2 separate regions of the Macaca mulatta genome follow, and region 2 is linked to region 1. Evidence: chromatin contacts called from public Micro-C data. All regions are on one chromosome and are shown on one strand. The core of a region is the stretch at or near the end of the contact, and the rest is flanking DNA. Distances in the headings are between cores, read along the strand shown.

The links. A called contact is a pair of places that touch in the nucleus more often than the background predicts.
Region 2: a contact with region 1 is called in a Micro-C map of CD4 T cells, with 8 times the contacts expected there. The contact joins the enhancer-like site here to the promoter of BCL2 in region 1. A contact is called at or near these places in 2 of 14 Hi-C or Micro-C datasets (CD4 T cells and fibroblasts).

Annotation. Positions count from the first base shown.
Region 1 is chr18:17,568,540-17,575,702 of T2T-MMU8v2.0, reverse strand. BCL2 (BCL2 apoptosis regulator) reads right to left here and starts at 3,549. Exons shown (of 3, transcript XM_028838050.2): 1 at 3,273-3,549; 2 at 2,175-3,051. The coding sequence starts at 2,765.
Region 2 is chr18:17,738,259-17,745,421 of T2T-MMU8v2.0, reverse strand. All of the region lies in intron 2 of BCL2 (BCL2 apoptosis regulator), which reads right to left. Among named protein-coding and RNA genes, the nearest start is that of BCL2, 170 kb to the right of the region's middle. Within about 2 kb of position 3,166, at least 5 of the 40 cell types and tissues checked have an H3K27ac peak or open chromatin away from gene starts, as enhancers often do. A contact at or near this core is called in CD4 T cells, where this site is marked.

The DNA.
Region 1 (7,163 bases), core at 2,300-4,799:
TTTCCTATATAGTCACCATCTATGCATTGTTCTGAAAGCTATTACATATTTTACCATCAACCATCTGTGCTTCTACATGATTTATTTTTACTAGAAGCAGTTTTGTCAAAAATTTTTTATCATGTTCTATGGTGTGTCCTTGTGGTCTGGCATCATAAAATGTAGCCTCTACATTTATCAACCTCAGATACCTGTTGACCACAAAGATAGGTCTACTACGAAAACTCTGTTTCAAAAAAAGAAAAAAGTGAGCCTTTACTTAAAAAGAAACTTCAGTTACATGAGATGGTAACACACTGAAATTCAGCAACAAGTATCAAGGTTGTATCTTAATTTCTATCATAAACATGTGTCTCTGTTTCCCACGTTTTTATTAACTTACTTGATAGACAGATACCAGTTACCACGTTGGATTTATTTCAACTAGAAAGAAAATTTTTAAATGTGAATTTTTCATAAAAATGTGAAATAGCAAAACTATTAAATCAGTTTTACTTTGGTTTAAAAGGATCCTTTTGGAGTCTGGAAGTCCCAGCCCTTTTGGTTATAGTGATTAAAAATCAAACCACCTACTTAACCAAATATTTAACAAAAACATTCTTTTCACATCTGATAATGTGAGATCTCAACAAACAATTCGAGAAGAGCATTTAAATTTTAGAAATTTAAATTTTAGAAATTTAAATTGGGGTATTTTAATTAATCTTACTTTTAAACACCGAACAGTGGCATCAATATTTTGTCAACTTTGGTCAAATAAGATCAGATGTTCACATCAATCATCTACTTTTCTTGGCCTTTTCTCTATTTGGCCTCTTAATATGAGCACACTTTGTAAAATGTAATAAAAACATGTAGTGTGCTTCTTGACATCTAATCCACTTGCAGTCATTTCTAGGCTTTTTGCTCCTGTTATGTCCTATAAAATAATGACATTAGTAATTCTCCCAAGAGGCTATAAGAGGAAGCACTGAATTGCATCCTGTTTTTCAAAGATAACTCTTCAGATTAAAACAAAAAGTGTAAAACAAACAAAAAAAAAAACTTCAGACAAGAATACTTTTTCATAAATTCATCATTTTAGATATGAGATATAGATCTCCATTACAATCCTTGACTCTTAGGAGCTGCACCACCACCCCCCGCAAAGAATCTCAGAAAAGTCCAATTGTATGGTATAATGACGAAAGCTCTGTCTAGCACAGTACCAGAAAAAGATCATCTCACAAATGTTCTTCAAAGCCACAGGTATCAATCACTTCAACTAAAGTCAAGGCAGGAGAATCCACAGCTAAGAATCAATTCTTCTACATTTTACATAGATACCTACATGCAAATTTTTTCAGGAGATCACCAAAGTAGGTCGATTCTAGGTTGTGAAATACAAAAGATTCTAGCATTCTAGCAAATTGGTAAATCATACACAAATTATAGAACACAAAGAATGCAGCCGATGCAAATTCTGTCACTGACGGTAGCAAAGCCATAGCCTAATACTCCTCAAGACACCTCATCACGCCCACTGGGAATATGGCACACACTGGAGATTCCAGTCCAAGGACTTTGGAATGTCAACTTAGCTCTTTACAAACACAACTAAGTTTTCCAGGGAAAAAGACTTACATTGGTTTTCCTCTTTCAGAAAATTTTACCGAGTGATGATGCCCTTGGTTTTCTGTGGAGTCTATTCTTCGAATTAGGTTGTTCTCAAATTTTAGTGTACAAGGGGCTTGTTTCAGAGGAGCTTGTTTGGGATGCAGACTGTCAAGACCCAACCTGGCATCTGGTTCAAAAGCAGTCCCTGAAACCTCCCTCTGGTTCCAACAAGCTGCTCAAGCCAGGAAACGGTGGTCCTGGGGACTCCTGGACCTCCAGCTTGAGAAACACCGAAGGGGGTACCATTTACCACCACATCCCACTGGATTACAAACGCTGGCTCTTTGGATCTCCACGACTAGCAAGCAAGTTAAAGACTTAGATGGCAGGCGTTATCGGTCAGGTGGGGAGGGAACGCTTTATCCAGAGGAAGAGGTAATGACGCCGGGAAGCAACAACCCTGATTTTATTTCGCCGGCTCCACAGCCTCCCCTTGCCCCAGGAGCCCACCCGCACTCCAACCCCCGCACCTCGAACCTGTGGCCCCAGCCCAGACTCACATCACCAAGTGCACCTACCCAGCCTCCGTTATCCTGGATCCAGGTGTGCAGGTGCCGGTTCAGGTACTCAGTCATCCACAGGGCGATGTTGTCCACCAGGGGCGACATCTCCCGGTTGACGCTCTCCACACACATGACCCCACCGAACTCAAAGAAGGCCACGATCCTCCCCCAGTTCACCCCGTCCCTGAAGAGCTCCTCCACCACCGTGGCAAAGCGTCCCCGCGCGGTGAAGGGCGTCAGGTGCAGCTGGCTGGACATCTCGGCGAAGTCGCGGCGGTAGCGGCGGGAGAAGTCGTCACCGGCCTGGCGGAGGGTCAGGTGGACCACAGGTGGCACCGGGCTGAGCGCAGGCCCCGCGGCGGCGGCGGCGGCGGGGGCAGCCGGGGTCGGCAGCGGCGAGGTCCTGGCGACCGGGTCCCGGGACGCGGCGGGATGGGGCGTGTGCCCGGGCTGGGAGGAGAAGATGCCCGGTGCGGGGGCGGCCCCAGGGGTCGCCGCGCCCACATCCCCCGCATCCCACTCGTAGCCCCTCTGCGACAGCTTATAGTGGATGTACTTCATCACTATCTCCCGGTTATCGTACCCTGTTCTCCCAGCGTGCGCCATCCTTCCCAGAGGAAATGCAGCAGGGGCCAACGGCACCTCTCGCCCCAGCTCCCACCCCACGGCCCCCAAAGAAAGAAGAGGAGTTATAATCCAGCTATTTTATTGGCTGTGCTTTGCATTCTTGGACGAGGGGGTGTCTTCAGTCACGCGGAACACTTGATTCTGGTGTTTCCCCCTTGGCATGAGATGCAGGAAATTTTTATTTCAATTCCTTTCGGGTCTTTATTTCATGAGGCACGTTATTATTAGTAAGTATTGTTAATATCAGTCTACTTCCTCCGTGATGCTGAAAGGTTAAAGAAAAAACAAACTAATAAGTAAAAAATCAGGTGCATTTCCCTGTATACACAGAGTGAAAGCAGGGCATACACACTACAAGTAACACGGCTAAAAAGAATGTATTAAACTGCCTGGAAATTAAATTTACTCGAATGCACGCTAAGTAAAAAATCTCAAATGTTTCCATTGAAAGTTACATTAAACCAATTTCCTGTGCAGAGAACTTACTTGTATTTTTTAAGAACAGCATGATCCTCTGTCAAGTTTCCTTTTTTGTAAAACCAAAACAAATGCATAAGGCAACGATCCCATCAATCCTCAGCACTCTTCGGTTATAGCTGCTTTGAAACTTCCCAATGAATCAGGAGTCGAGGGGGAGAGGGAGTAAAAATTAGGAGGATTTCCAGATCGATTCCCAGACTTCTGCTTCACAGAAATGTCAATCCACAGGAATCCCAACCGGAGATCTCAAGAGCTCGAGAAAAAAAGGCAGCGGCGGCGGCAGATGAATTACAATTTTCAGTCCAGTATTCGCAGAAGTCCTGTGATGTTTTCCCCTTCTCGGCAATTTACACGCGCGCACACACGCGCGGGCACAGGCATGAATCTCTATCCACGGGACCGCTTCACGCCTCCCCAGGAGAGAGACAGGGGAGGGGGAACGCTGAAGGAGCCGAGAACGGGGGCAGGAATCCTCTTCTGATTAAACTCCGAACAGCAAATGCGTTTTCCGAAAAGCTGCTGGATAAATGAAGGCAGGACTCGCCTGGCCCGCCGGTGCCGAGCGCTAGAAGCCCGCGCTGTGTGTGGTGCTGCGAGGGGTGGGGAGAAGGAGGTGGTGGGGGAGGGTTTTATTTTTTCCCTCTTTTCCTAAAAAGGATGACTGCTACGAAGTTCTCCCCCCTGGACCCCCTCTTCCGCTGCACCCCACCGGCGCACCCCGCCTCCGGGCTGCGCACCCTTTCTCCTCCTCCTGCTCCTGCGCGGCGGCGCTGGCGGCGGCCGCCTCCCGGAGCTCCCGCCGCGCAGCCCGCTCCGAGCGCTGACGGCCGCGGGCGGGGAGGGCCCGGCGCCCCTGCACCTTCGCTGGCAGCGGCGGCGGCGGCAGCGCGGCGGGGCCACGGAGAGCGGCGGGCGGGAGCGCGGCGGGCGGGCGGACGGCGCGGAGGGGCGGGCGCGGGAGGAAGGGGGCGGGCGCGGGGCGGGGGTGCCTGTCCTCTTACTTCATTCTCTGCACAGCCCGACCGGTTTCCTGTGCGTAACGTCACACGGTTCATTCAAAAAAAGAAGAAAGAAAGAGCCCTCCTCTGAGCCACCCGACCGCCCCCTCCGCCCCGCTCCCTGGCCCGGGTTAAAGGCGCCGCGGCCGGCCCGGGAGTGGCGCGTCCAGCCGGGGGCACATGGCGCGCGGGGCCGCGGACGGGGAGGGCGCGCCCAGGCCGGCCACCCGCCCGCTCAGCTGCGCCCGCGGGGCCCGGCCGGTGGGTGGCGCGGACGGCGCAGGCCTCCCGCGCGGCCGCGGCGCGGTGGGTGTGCGCGGGGCCTTCTGCTCAGGCCTGCGGCGGGCGGGGCGCGGACTCGGTGGTCGCCGGGGTCCACGACGGGGTGGGGGCTCCCGGGGAACCGCACGCGGCCGGGCCGGGCGGGCGACGGAGCGCGGAGGGGGGCTGCTGGCGGGAGGGTGCGCCATGAAAACAAGGGCTGGAAAAGCGCCGGGAACTGCCTGGACCCTTCCTAGCCGTGTGTGTGGAGTGTGTGTGTGTGTGTGTGTCGCCTGGACCTTTTCTAGCCGTGTATGTGGGAGTGTGTGTGTCGCCTGGACCCTTTCTAGCCGTGTATAGAGTGTGTACACGCGCCTACACACACACACACACGCCGTGTTACCAGCGCTCGGCCGCCTGGGGAAGACCCAGGCCAATGCCGCGCCCCGAGCAGTGGGACCTCAGCGCTGCCCTGCCGTGAAGAGAGGCGACTCTGCACATTTTAAGCAATGTCTAGGGAAGCCCCGAGCGTGGTGTTCACTTTCAAGTGGCTTCCTAGGTGTCCGCGCACTACACACGCGCGCGCATCCCCGCCCGTGCCCACCTGAACACTTAGTCTGTGGCCCAAGCCATGCAGAACTCAGCGCGCCAGGGAAGGGGTTTATCAAGGGCTTTACGATAGTTTAAGTCAATGATTTTCCTCTGTCCCTAACACGTTTTGCACTGCTTTAGTGCTACACGATGAGGAGTTCTACATAGTAACTTTCAGGCCCACCGTCCTAACGCTGGGGTGGGTGGGCTCCTAAAGGTCTCCACCTTTGCCTGGTAGCCAATCCTAGGTGGCCGCACTTTCTCAAATGAGGTACGTAGATACACACTTACACATCCACACTCGCAGACGTGTGTACTCGCAAGCAGACAGTTTTAAATTCATCAGCATGAATAGCCCCTAGCAAAAAAGGACAAGAGGACAAACAAGTTGCACGTGTGTATTTTTATCTCCAAGAGTCTTTGACAAAGCACCAAGAAAAGAAAGAAAAAGGTTTTCTAGAAGCACAGTGGCTTACTTAATAGGGTTTGAGTGCAAATATATAGGGACACGGAATTATTGTGGTCAAGAAAGATGACAAATGAGTACTATAATGTGTACATATATGCTCTGACATCTTTTTTTTTTTTTTTTTTTTTTTTTTTTGAGACAGAGTCTTGCTCTGTCCCATCACCGAGGCTGGAGTGCAGTGGTGCGATCTCAGCTCACTGCAACCTCTGCCTCCCGGGCTCAAGCAATTCTGCCTCAGCCTCCTGAGTAGCTGGGATTACACATGCACATCACCACGCTCTTCTAATTTTTGTATTTTTAGTAGAGACGGGATTTCACCATACTGGCCAGGCTGGTCTCGAACTCCTGACCTTATGATCTGCCTGCCTCGGCGTCCCAAAGTGCTGGGATTATAGACATGAGCCACTGGCCTGACATCTTCTTTGTCTCATTCCTACTATAAAATCAAAACATTCTTTAAAAAGCCAAAAAAGCACACCAAATTCTTTAGTTTTTTTGTGTGTGCGGTTTGTTTTTTTTTTTTCTCTAAGAGATGGTTCTTGCTATATTGCCCAGGCTGGACTTGAACTCCTGGGCTCAAAGGATTCTCCCACCTCAGCCTCATGAATAGCTGGGACTATATGCTATATGCACTGCCATCTCTCTTGGGTATTTTTATTTTATTTCTTCATTTATTGTATCCCATCAGCCCAACTGCTCTCACATAGGAATGGGTGCCTGGGTACAAATTTCTTATCCAGGCAAGAGGGGATGAAAAGAGATCCTCCTTCCTGTCCTTCTGATGGTTGGGACAGCGTCCCTTTTTGGCACGTGGGAGGTGTTCTGGTCTGGATAGGCACTGGGTATAGATTGACCTAGAGTATATGTTCTCACATAAATTCATGCCAGTTCCACAACATTATGGTTTAGAAATCTTGAAAGTGTATTTTAAAGCCCCAAAATTACCTAAGAGGAATTGAAAGGCTTCAGGCTCCTCATACTCAGCATATGAGTGAGGAAATGATAGGACAGACCTGCAAAAGAAACTGTACTTCTGCAAGTGGGCAGCCAGAAGGAAACGGATCCCCTATTCCCAGAGAAAGAAAAGCTTACTGATTTTGTCTTCCTTTGCTCCCATAGAGCCTCACTCTATGGATTTTCCCAGACTAATTCCTTATGTAGCATCTTGGCTATAATCAGTCTTGAGACGGATCTGTATTGCAGTCTTTGACTAGCGGTTATATATTCCCTGGGAATGTTCTAGATACTCTTTCAATTGAAAGAGTGAAACCATTCCTATGTTCAGATTCCATGTTTATTAGATTCCATTTTAAAGCATAAAGGCAAGTATTCCCAGGAAGTATGTGACATTGACTATTCGTCTTTGGACAATGCTGAGGTGGGGGAGCGAACACCAGCCTGAAGCAGGAGTAACTGGATTTGAATCCCAGATCTGTGCCTGAGACCTTCCAACAACCTTACAAACATATGCACAGTGGACTTTTCACTTTCCAAGATGTTTTCCACTTGTAAGAGCCAATGGATGACCCTTTTGGCAGCTTTGCCTGGTTGGATTCTACAAGTAGCGTGGTACCAGGA
Region 2 (7,163 bases), core at 1,917-4,416, 170 kb before region 1:
AAGGACACCTAGTTAATCAATGATGAAACCAGAACTCAAACCCAGAATTCTGTCATAAAATATTCTGCCTTTCTACTCAATCACGTGACTCCCTAAATGTAGCTGCGACTCCCAGCTAAAGGGCCTTTCCGGAACCACTAAGTCATAAGTGTGCATGGAGCAGCGACGTGCTTATGCTGACACCTCTATCTCTTTGATAACGTTTACATGATGAGAAAAGAACCAAGCTCATTTATGTCAGAAGTCCACAATGTTTTTGGCACCAGAGATGTGTTTTGTGGAGGACAATTTTTCCACGAATGGGGTGGGGGATCATTTCGGGATGAAACTGTTCCAACACAGATTATCAGGCATTTGGTTTCCATAAGGAGCGCACAACCTAGATCCCTCGTGTGCACAGTTCACAATAGGGTTTGTGCTCCTAGGAAAACCTAATGTCGCCACTGGTCTGACAGGAGCCGGAGCTCAGGCAGTGATGCTCGCGAGCTGCTCACCTCCTGCTGTGCGGCCCGGTTCCTAACAGGCCACAGACCCATACCGGTCCCGGGCTGTACGTATAAGTTGTAACTGCTGGCTTGTGCCAGACAATTTTCGCTTGTTCTGTCTCTGTTTCTCTTCTAGCCCAGCGAGATGTCATTCTGCTACCCTCAACTCATGTGAGGGGAAGCTGAAACTATTCACGTATTTACAGGGAGAGTCCAAATAACCATGCAGTAACCCAGCCTTCCTTTCAAACTCTTTGCTTGATGGAATCACCAATTTTCATTTCAGGCCTGAAAAATAACACTGTTATGACAGTGACCGGCAGAGGATTAACAGTGAAGAAGAGAGATGTCACCAATAATACTGATTTCTAACCCTTTCTCTAGTTTTTGCTTGGACCAAACACAGTGCTTAACTATACGGCTCTCTACAGAAAGGTTTCTCCTGACATGAGGCGTTTATTTATTTATTTATTTATTTTGAGACAGAGTCTCCCTCTGTCAGTTACCCAGGCTGGAGTGCAGTGGTGCGATCTTGGCTCACTGCAGCCTCTGCCTCCTGGGTTCAAGCAATTCTCCTGCCTCAGTCTTTCTGAATGGCTGGGATTATAGGCACCCACCACCATGCCTGGCTAATGTTTGTATTTTTTTGTAGAGATGGGGTTTCACCATGTTGGCCAGGCTGGCCTCAAACTCCTGACATCAAGTGATCCTCCTGACTCGGCCTCCCATAGTGCTAGGATTACAGGCGTGAGCCACGGCGCCCGGCCTGACATGAGGCTTTTAGGTACAGAAAGAGAAGCTTCCTTTGTCCAGATGCAATTTTCCCCCATTTTGCTTGGGTCAGCCTGAAAATGAAAGAGAGTGATCTGGTGGCAAGACGGCTAAGATTTCTCTTCTCTTCTTCAGCAACACCCAGCTCAAGAGTGGACACCGGTGAATGCATTCTGCTCCTATCATCAATCGCTGTGGGCCCAGGAGGGCTGGAAGAAAAGCAGAAAAATCACTTTTTTGCTCAGCGGGCATTGTGATGGTTTTTCTTCTTTTATTGCTATGTGTATCTTCTCCTGTTTTTCTTTCCCTCTGCATCTGAGGTTACCATTCCCCACTTTCTCTCCACATTTTCTTGGCTCCCTCCAGTTTTCTCTGGAGTGACATTCCCCTTCCTCTGTGAAACCATCACCTCTATGTATTTCCTGTGTCCCACGAGCCTGCCACAAGTTCTAGAATTAGACTCTGCTCAGCCTTCCCGTGAGCTGTTTTAGTCTGATATTCCAGCAGTCTCCACGTAGGAAAAAAGAAGTCGATTTAAATATGAATTCCTCTAAAGCTGAAGCTTAGCTAACATATTCTGGAGACCTTCTGGCAGAAAAATGTCCAGAAATATTGGACTGTAACATAAGATCTGACGCTTAAGAATGAGTTATCAGGTTTGGGGGTGAGAGGGGGTATTGGGTCTCCAACCTCCACTGGGCTAGTCCTGTCATATTTTTCTAGCATGACAGGCAACACTCTTCAAAGGTTACTAAACCGTGCCTCCACTGAGAAGGAAAATGGGACTCTTCACACTGAGCTCTCTGTGTACCTTCAACAAATGACTTCTGAAGTCATCTTGGTCTCCTCTTCTATAATGCAATCAGGGGCATTCCCTGCTTCTCTTTAATCTCTCTAATTACTAAAACAAATTTTCCCCTCCTTGTGTTTTTTTTCTATAAATTGGCCTCATAGATTGGTCAAATTTATCTGTCCAGATTTCCCCCCAAAATTCCCTTCTCCACACTGACTGCGGTGACCCTAAGCTGCTTTTTTGCCTATTGCCAGGCTACCTCCCCCAACACCAATCTACCCTGCAACTGACTAACATCTAACCCAGCAGAAATTACTGGGCATCTGTAACATGACTGGCATGATCAAAACCCTGGGGTGGATTCAGAGAAAAATGCAACTATTCCTCTCCTCTATGAGGTCAGGAGCAAGCAATACAAGCAAGAATGTCCTGGTGGCAGAAGGGGTGGCCATGATGGTTCAGAGGGTTCAGACAAGGGAGAGTTCACTCTGGCAAGTCCCTCATCACAGATGAGGGCCTGGGGGCGAGGGGAGGGAACAGCACAGGCTAGAGGGGGAGGATAAAGGTATGCATAGGGAATGCTAATGGCTTGGCCTGACTTTGTGGGTTTCAAAACACAATCTCATGGAAAAGATACTTGAAATGAAAATCAGAGCTTATTAATTTTCTGTAGGCCCAACCCAATTTCTCATAGTTCTCAGTCATGTGGGTACATGCTAGTTTCCTTGGCAGCCTAAGATAAAGCTCTTAATGTGATGTGAGTCCCTTAGAGATTAGTATTATTATAAATATAAATGTTCAAACACAAGCAAGTTGAAACCAAATGCCCCCCAAACACTGGCTTTCTGTTATATGAAGGTTTCCAGTGGTGCACTGAACCCTTGGATAAATGAGCTAGAAAACAGAGAGTTAAATGGGCTCATTGGCTAAATCTCATGGCCAGCCTCCTTTGCTGGAGGGAAGAAGGAAACTTAGTAGCTGCTCCCTACCTATTTAATCTACAGCAGTTGGCAGGACAGTTTTGGATGACAATCAGAGAAATACTCTCAGAACTTCAAGTAGGGGATTGAGTCGGGGATCCAAGACCCTGATCAAAACAGAGGGTCTTTACTCAAAGCCAACCTGCAAACATCTTGTTCTTACTGCTTTGTATGACTTCCAAGAGACTCACTAACAACTAGTCATAAATAGACATCAAGGAGTTTGTTTATCTAACTAAGAGAAAACAATGTTTGAGTTCTTTAGAAACATGCATTTGACACCACACCAATGTGCTGCTCTGGGAGCAGAATCAGAGCCTGCTTCCTTGGGGCTGGTGTTTTGATGTGGTCATTATTTGCTCAGCAGAGCCTCTACTTGGCAACACCTCGTTTGCCCAATTCTAGGTATTTGAAATTTTAAAAACATATCTCTTTTAAGAAAATTCTAAAATGAAAGAGTTTTTTAAAAATTAATTTGTAAATACCTTCCCCAAAGTTATTCTAAAATGCCTGAGACTTTAAAGAACCATACCTAAGTCAAGTCTGGTGAGGGCAAACAGACATGACAATGACCAAATCTATTCTTTAATTTTCTAACATTTGTGTACAAAGCCAAACAATCAACATACATACCGAGTGCTACTCCTAAATCTTCTTGCAACTAAAAAATAAAGGGCCAACCAAGTATTCCCAGGAGGCAAAACAAGCACATGTGCTTGTCCTCAGTGCCTACTAGAGCCTCCTTTTCTCCTGGAAGACATGATGACTTGGGTTGGGTGAAATTGTACACCACCTATGATAGCAGGATGCCGGGTTGATCAGGTGATAATGCTTCACCATATCTTCAATTTTTGTATTTTCCACCTATTTGATAATGGGTCCTTCAGCAGAGACGACAAGACGCAAGTATATCCACATAACCTCAGCTCAGATTTCTGACAGCCTCCAGCTTGCTTGCATGAATATCCACTGCCTGCCCAGTCTCTCTCATCTGAGAAAACTATTTGACTCAGCCTTTGCCTCTGCCTCTCACTTTTCACCCTCTCCAGAATGCTCACATCTCACCCATGCTAGTAGCATTGGAGAGGAAAGAGCACAAACATTAGAATCAGACAGATCTGTGCTTGAACCATAACTCTGCAAATTACTAGCTTCGTCAGTGAGTTGAACGAGTTATCGGTTCTCCTCTCCTTCTCTGCAATGCTTAAATCTAACTCATGTTGGATGAGTTCTTTAACTTCTCTGAGCCTAAATTTATGAATTCATAAAACAGAGAAAATAAAAGGCTGTAGTTGTAGAGTGGTCAGGAGGATGAAATGACTTCTGTGAAGTGCCTGGCAGCAAAGGGGCTAAGATGCAGTCATGACTCCCTCTCATTCCTCTCTCAGTTTTTCACTGAACTGTCAGAGATGGCAATTTTCCTTTCCTAGGTACCTTCTTTATTTACAAGGAGCTTACAGGAAATGCATATATGAAAAAGAGTTGTGTGAAACCTTTGAAGCCAGTAAAGCCCTTTTTGCAGAGTCTATAATTTTTAATTTTAGGATCTTATTTTCTAACATTATTAGTCAAGGTAAGTTCTTAAAGAAAAAAAATTCAAACGAAACTCAATACCTGTATACTATTAGCTATGGGCCTGGAAGTAGAGTTCTGGAGTTAGCAGAAGGGATTTCTTGAAATCACCAGGGCAGAGTGGCCAGCCAAATCCTGAGACTCATCAAGGCAGGATTTCCTACCCAACAGCAAGCACATCAGACCTTGTACTAAGCCATGAGGTCCCCACCTGGAATGCTCCATCCAGAATTCTCTACACAGACCTGGCTACTCCAAAAAGCCAATGCTGGGTCCAGAGGGGGGCAGCTGAGACAGGACAAAGTAGGTTTCTAGAAGACAATGATGACTCTGGGAAGGGCAGGCCTGAATGTGGATTTTGGGACATTCATGAAGTCTTAATAGTACAGACCTTTCTAGGTTAAGCTTAATAGGTTAAGCTACAACCCTATTGTGGAGCCTTTAGGCTGATGACTCTTGAATCTCGTTCGAGCCTCAAACCCTAGTTTGCAACCAAATAGATCTGCATAGCCATCAGGTACATCAAACTCAACACAGCACAAAGGGAACTGATTACTCCTTCCCAAAATCTGCCTCTAAGGGTCCAATCAGCCCCCTTGACAGCCCTCAGCCTACATCCTAGCAGAAAAACTGGGGTGATCCTCAGCTCCTTCCTCTTCTCTTCCTATGGACACACCATCACTGTCATCCCCACCTTACATAAGTCTCCTAGGATGTCTCCTCTTTCCGATCTTACTGAAACCACTTCTGTTCACCCCACTGCATGGCTTACCTAGACAGTGGCAAGGAGCTCCGAACTGATCTTCCCTCATCTTGCCCCATTCGGCTTCCCTCTGGAGTATTCCCAGGGGGTCTGCTAGACCCACAAAGCAGTTGTATCCCTCTCTCTTATCCAAATGCCCTGAGTGGCTCCTGTTATCCACAGGATAACTCACACCTCCAGCCTCCCCTCTCCCCACACCCACCGCTTGCCTTGAACTCCATGTGATTACTGGCAGCATCAGCTACAGCCTCGTTCCTCTACAGATCCCGGCTCACATGCATCCTCAGGCTGGGATGCCACTCTGCCTCTTGCACACCTCTCCACACTCAGCTCAAATACCACCTCCTCTGTGAAGCCTTTCTTGACCAAGCCCCCACCTCCCCATCACGCCCTTTTCTTATTCTGCCCCCTCAAGGCTCACCAGTGAACTCACTGCCACGTGTCTCTCTCCTCCTTTGGGGCATTGGCTACATTTTCTTCATCTCGGTTTTCCCAGGTTCTGATAGTGCCTGGCACCTCGTAAAAGCTCTGTGCATGTTTGCAGAATGAATGAATAAACACATGGAAATTAAAACTATTTAAACAGGTCCATAAAGATTGTGTCATGCTCAAGGAAGATGGATTCATTACACATCTCAAAAGAACCTCAGGACCTTCTGGGACTGGGATGGCAACACCGTGTGGGGTAAGGAGCCTAGAACGTTCAGTTATGTTCTCAAGTCTTCACAGCTTCACCTTGCCCAAGATACCTAACGTCTCTGAGCCTCTATTTATTCATCTGTAAAAATAAGAGGACGCTACAGCATCAACCACACAGGCTGGGGTGAGAATGACATGGGTTCATGATGCCAAATGTCCGGCGGAGGTCGGCACAGAGTGGGCAGAGGGGGCAAATAGCAGTGTCCTTTGTCCCCAATCAGCAGAACTGAGCTGAACATGAGACTCTGAGAAAGGCTCAGGACAGCAGGGCCACAGCAGATCTCCTGGCCTCCAGGGACAGTCAACTTGAGGAGGCGACAAATCCTCATTTGCAAAGGTGAGAAACTGTACAGCAAGTCAACAGTATCGGATGAGTCATGAGACAGGACGTGATTGATGTCGGGTGGGCGTGGAATGTGCTGTGCATTGAGTGGGGAGGGCCCTTAGTGGCAGGTGAGCTTGGTGGAAGAAGGAGGGTCTCAGAGGGTCCAGCTGCTGGGATGGAGGCCACAGGGGCCCAGGAGTGCAGGGGAGGCGTAGTGAAGCCTGGGGTTGCTGCCTTTAGGCCGCTCTGCTGCTCTCTGCTTCCCCCTGTTGACATGGGAGGGAAGAGCAGGGTTGTTGGGCTGAGATGGACGTTAGAGCCAGCAGGTGAGAAGAGGCTGGGAGGAACCGGCAATGCAGCCACCAGGAAGGAGCAGGTGGTGGAGTGGGGAAGAGAGAGGGAGGGCTGCTTGGCCAGATGCCAGGCACTCTGCCAATTGCAGGCCCTGTAGATCTTGCCCCGAGCTCAGGGTCACCTTGAACCCTCTCCTCCTTTCTTTCTCCAGAGTGCTTGTCACACCCTCTCCCTTCCTGGGGCCCTCACTCACGTTCTCCTTGGAGGTCAGAGGTGCATCCTCCCTCTCCCAGGACCCTCCCCCCATTCCCCAGGCCAGTGTGGACCATTGGCGTGACCAAGGTGAGGGGCACTTGGTGTTCTTGGGACTCTTGTTCTTTTTCTTGCTTGAGGGCATTTCTCAAGTAAGACCAGAGACCATTTTAGCCCTGAGTGTCCCAGTTAATATTCATGAGGCTTGCTGAGAAGCAGGAAAAAAAAA